Linked DNA regions of Muntiacus reevesi: region 1 is linked to region 2. The links are chromatin contacts, called in public Hi-C maps. All regions are on one chromosome and are shown on one strand. Each heading gives the region's core, a stretch centred on a gene start, on an enhancer-like site or on the middle of the called end of the contact. The rest is flanking DNA. Distances are from core to core; before and after follow the strand shown. Region 1 holds the start of PPM1B (protein phosphatase, Mg2+/Mn2+ dependent 1B). Region 2 holds the start of PREPL (prolyl endopeptidase like).

Region 1 (2,700 bases), core at 51-2,550, 180 kb after region 2:
TATTAAACGCTATTAAACGCTTAAAATGGGCAAATGTTCTAGAGCTATCTGACATTGGAGGTCATGCAACTTGAAAAATGAAATACTACTTCCAAAACTCACTGAGCTCTTCATTTTTAAAAGAACCTCAGGGCTATTTCCACACTGTGTATTTAAAAACACAATTTTTAAAAAGGATGTTAGGCTCGGTTAATTAAAAAACTGATCTGCCGCTTAAAACTGTTGAGTCTATTATTAATGGGCCTCTGGTAGATATGGAATACTGACGATAGTAGGTAGCTTCACTGGTAAAAAGATAGACATCAGAAAAGGACTGCTGGGCAAAGCAGGGAAGGAAGCCCGGAGTCGGCTGAGAAGAGAAAGAGAAACGACTTAAAGTCACTAAGGAAAGGAGGTGGTGAGACGCAGAAGACAGAAGAGCGAGAAAGAAGATTTAACAAGGAAGTGAAGTGGAGCGCAAAGGGCAGAAGCTAATGAGGAAACAAATGGGAAAAGGTAGTGTTTTCATATAGGCATGCACCAGGAAGGAACGAGTTAAGGCCTGGAGTAGCCTCACTGCTTTCAGATGATAGAGATGCTCGCAGAGAACAGGAACAAGCAGTTTACTTTCAGACGTTGAAGCAAACTAAAATTCCCGGCCCCGAGCCTCTCCCAGCCTCGGACGAGCGCGGAGGCGGCGGCTGGGGAAGGGGCCTAGCCAGGAGCCAGGCCCGGCGTACCGCTCCCCCGGGCTCCGCGGCCCAAGGAAAGAGACGAAAATTAGGTGGGCAGAGATCCCAGCCGAGGCTCGGCGGCACCCCGAAAACGGTCCGGGGCCTCCGAGGTGTCCGCGAGCCCTTTCCCCTTCGGCGGGTCGCTCAGCGGCCTTACCTGGGGCGAGGGAGAGAGGCGAGGTCTAGGGCGTCCGCTCGCGACCGCCGCAGAGCCCCCCTGCTGCACTCAGCCCAGGCTTCCAACGGAGGCGCAACCCTGCCTCAGCCGCCGCTTCCCGCTCGGGGTCTCGGCCACCGCCTCCGCCGCCTCCGGGGCTGTTTACACCCTCGGGCCCCGCACGCCGCCGCCGCCGCCGCTGCCGCCTTCTCTCCACCCTAGCGCCGCTGCCGATTCGGCCGCCGCCACCTCCTCCGCCGCAGCCTCGTCTCTCTGGAGCATCTTCCAGCCACCAAACCCTGAGAAACAGAGACTCCAGCCGCGCCGGCAGGAAACTCCCCCGCAACTGCTAGGGGGACGAGGCGGTCAGAGCACCGGCGGCTTTTCCGCCATTGAGCAGCAGCCGCTCCGCTCCTTCTGCAACCCCCTCCCCGCACCCTGTCCTTCCCCGCCCCTCGAAGAGCCCCGCCCCCGTTCCCACCCATTGGGACGCCGCGCGGCCTCTCACTGAAGCCGGTTGGCTGGCCGGCCCGTCAATCACCGCCCTCCCAGTCCGGCAGCCCCAGTACCTCCGTCCTTAGTTTTCCCCGCCCACAAGGCCCCGCCCCTGGGTTCTTAATTTCCCATTGGACACAAGTGACCATCTTCAATTGGCAAGGTCAGCTATCCATCAAACACCGCCCACTGAGTGAGACCCAACCCTTCATTACCCTTTACTTCATTCAGCCCCGCCTCTGCTATGCCTCCCAGACGTCAGGACCAACCCACGCTAACAGCCATAAGTAGAGACCGTCGTCAATCAAGTAACGCCCACCTGCGCTCTGCCTCTCAGAGCCCAGACCCTAGCGATTCACTTTTCTTATTGGCCCAAGTGGTGGCCCGAACTTTCAATCATTGGCTTTCTTTACATGTCTGTCACGAAACAATTTCCAAGTCCGTCACACCGGCTTTTTTTAAATAAACGCGCAAAAGGCGGGGAAGTATTCGAAAAGCGATTGGCTAGTCCTCCAAAACGGTCAAACCCAGAGAGTCTGTGTGGAGCCTTTTCGTTCTGCGAGGACCGTGCCCCTTTATTTTTGACCTCTAAGCCTTGCGTAAAACCCAACGCCATAAAGGAGCCAATGGGCTGTCCAATTATAGGTGTGGAGGCCTAGTCCCACCCGGAATTGCAGGGGGTTCGCTGCTGATTGGCAAACAAAGTCCTACTAGGCCCTCATTGGAAGATATAAACGCCTCTCTTAAACGTAGAGACGAGAAGGATGGCGCAGAAGAAGCGATCCAAGGAGAGGCGGTTGTTTTGCTTTAGCCAGCGGGTGGGGCGCACGCGGGAGAGGGAATCTCAGAAGGCAGGGCTCTGGGGGAGGTGGTGCGGGGAGGAGAAAGGCCCGGATGTTCCCTAACAATGAAATCATCGCCGACCAATCAGAGCAGCTGCACTGGAATACCTGCCTGACCTGTCACCATAAGGGAAGAGAAGGAGTTAGCGGGAAATTGGGGTGTCTGGAGAGGCCAAAAAGCGATGTAAGAAAATGAGACAGGTGATTTCTTCGGAAGGATTCTGTGCTGTTGCTGCTGCTACTGCTGCTAAGTCGCTTCAGTCGTGTCCGACTCTGTGCGACCCCATAGACGGCAGCCCACCAGCCCCCCACCCCGTCCCTGGGATTCTCCAGGCAAGAACACTGGAGTGGGTTGCCATTTCCTTCTCCAATGCATGAAAGTGAAAAGGGAAAGTGAAGTCGCGCAATCGTGTCCGACTCTTAGCGACCCCATGGACTGCAGCCTACCAGGCTCCTCCGTCCATGGGTTTTTCCAGGCAAGAGTACTGGAGTG
Region 2 (2,700 bases), core at 146-2,645:
GACTCCAGACAACCACAAACAAAGTAATCTCCAAAATACTAAACACACAATCTCAAATAAAGTGTAAGTAGCTGAGAAACTCTTCTCAAAACACAAATCAGAAATGCAAAGTGTCCTACTGAATAAAGGTTTCAGCAGGAAACCCCAGGCAGAAGTATAACATTGAGATAGCAACAACAGAGTTCACTTCAAGCACTTTGGCAAAGAGTGTCAGTGATGTCAAATAAGAAAATGTTCAAACTGGCACACCACTGAAGTTACCAGCAACAGCGGCATCTTCGAAGTGCTAAAAGATAACCGCCAGTAAACAGCACCAGAGACGCCAAGGATTCCACTGATCACTTCAAACTACAAGATAAACAAGTAACTATCGCGTGAAAGAGAAGGGGTGGGCGGGGGCAGCTTTTACAACTCCCTCGGCTCTCAGCTCCACGGAAGAGACCCAAGCAACACGTGCAACGTCACAGTCCCTACACAGTCAACCACGCTGATCACCAAGAGAGGGGCCAGATTTGGGGCTAGAAACAGGCTAGGAGTTAAGAAGCAAGGAGAAGAAACCAGGGGAAGAAAGTAAAACAGAAGCAGAAAAGAGCAGTGTGGGCTGCGGAGCGGCGGTTTCACCAACCCTACTGGCGGGCAAGAAGAAAAGTCCCCCAGATGCAGACTAATGTCTAGGAAGGAATCTTCTACTTCTATCGGAAGTTTCCCAGGACTCAGCTTTGGCTGCCCCCTCTCTACCGATGTCACCTGATGCCTCCCTTTTTGGTGGGACCCGTAGGTGAACCAAGGGGGCGCTCCTCAGGCGGCTCCGGGTAAAATTGTGAGGGAACTCCCCGAGCTTCCAAGGGTAGAGGAGCTACCGATTGCTTGCGAGGGGAGTGGCCAGAGGCAACAGTGAATTAAGAGGGCTCTCCCTTACCTGCCGCAGGAGCTTCCACCGGGCGGCACCCAAGGGCGCCGAGGCTGCGGGTCCCGGAGCGGGGCCGCTGTCTGTCTGGCCCTCGCCTGCCGTCTGCTCTGCTTGGCCGGCGGCGGCGTCAGAGACTTGAGATTCCATCCCGCTAGAGGCTGTTATACCCGAGATCCCGCCGCCACAGCTCTCCCCTGCCAGGACCTGACTGCTTCTTCCCAGTCAGGACCTGTGATGCCAGGCCTCCCTCCCGCTGCCCTAGCTCCCGAGCCCTCCCCGAATGCCGCATTTCCGGTAGTCGCGTCCCCTTAGCAACCGGGGCAGCGCGACTGTCGCCACTGCACCATTTTGCTGGTGGCCATCTTGAGTGAGGGCAGACCAGCGGGTGCGAGAACTGTGGCAAATCTAGCGCCACCCTGCCCTGTTTTGTTCTCCTCTCTCCTGTTTCATCTCGAGTTCTGAAGACTAACAAAGATGCAAAAGATTTGTATTTTGAGCAATAATGATCTCAGAAGGAGAAAAAAAAATCCATTCCTGACCACAATAAAGATGGTGGAATCTGCTTAGAGCTCGTGCTAGTTGGGGGTTACGTAGAACACGTGCTGCAAACTAGCTCTCGGCGACACTGGGTAGGCAGTGGTTCTGCTAGCTGCAGAACGCAGACTTCGGCAGGACGCGATCGAGGTGACAGCTGCACTCCTTCCTGAGAGCTTCGGGTCCTCTGGGCGTGCCTTTACTCGTTTCGGTATCTAGAGCCAGGCTGACTTTCAATTTGCGTACGTATTGGGGGGCGTAGGCCGGGGGTCTCGTCCCTTCACCCCTTCCTCTCCCCATCCAGCCATCCCTCAGTCCTTTAGTCCTAGCTTTTTGACTGATGTCACTTAACTGAGTGACACATGATACCACTCTCTGCCTCGGATGCACAGGGAAAACGAATAGGTTCTCCCAGGAACACCCGTGTGTCTGCCCTACCCCCATCGTTAACCTGCTGTCTTCTCCCTGCGGGTGGAAGATGGGTGGATGGAGGCTGCCGGCAAGGATGTAGTAATTTGGAGCCTTTTATTTTCTCACACTTTATTTAATTTATTTGGTTTTGCTGGTATCGGCTGCTCATTCCCTATTTCTTTCTTTTTTTTTTTTTTCATTCCCTATTTCAACTCTCCTTTATTTTGCTGCTTCGTAGCGGATCCGAGCTGTGGTAAAGCTGACGCAGTATTTTCCCTTTGCTACCCAGAAACATTTTGTGGAAGACTTTCATGATGACATTCAACAGTGTGCAACATATCTAGATATTTCCTATCCCAAAAATAGTAGCCAACGGTTACCGAGTGGTTACTGTGTTCCAGGCACTTTATTAAGAGTTAAACATAAATTATTGTTTCATTCTTAGAACTACTCCATAGTTAGTGGGGTCATTATCTCTGTTTTGCACATGACTAAACTAAGCACAGGTGGTAAGTGCAGGAGTGAAGACCTGAACCCAGGTTTCTCTGACTTCACTACTCACTAGCTTTACTTACCTTGCTATATAGGTTAAAAAGAAAGGGCTTTCCAACAGAAGACGGATGGCATCACATTTCTTGTGTGCATCCTGAAGTGTTTTTTGCAACTAAAGAGCTAATTCCCTTTTTAACATCAAAGTCCAGTTGTTTTTATTTGCAGATAGACATTCCTCTATCACTTTCTGTCAAGGTGACCTGGGGTAGTTGCTTAAACTTCCCTAAGCCACAGTTCGCTCACCTGTAAGATCAACATAAGAGCTACTCTATCAGGTTTCTATGAAGTTTAAA

The links. A called contact is a pair of places that touch in the nucleus more often than the background predicts.
Region 1: a contact with region 2 is called in a Hi-C map of blood, with 2.6 times the contacts expected there. The contact joins the promoter of PPM1B here to the promoter of PREPL in region 2. A contact is called at or near these places in 2 of 3 Hi-C or Micro-C datasets (blood and muscle).

Annotation. Positions count from the first base shown.
Region 1 is chr3:76,264,745-76,267,444 of mMunRee1.1, forward strand. PPM1B (protein phosphatase, Mg2+/Mn2+ dependent 1B) reads right to left here and starts at 1,301. Exons shown (of 7, transcript XM_065929358.1): 1 at 871-1,301.
Region 2 is chr3:76,084,751-76,087,450 of mMunRee1.1, forward strand. PREPL (prolyl endopeptidase like) reads left to right here and starts at 1,396. Exons shown (of 15, transcript XM_065929351.1): 1 at 1,396-1,686. It overlaps CAMKMT (calmodulin-lysine N-methyltransferase), which reads right to left and starts at 1,157. Exons shown (of 10, transcript XM_065927376.1): 1 at 920-1,157. The coding sequence starts at 1,057.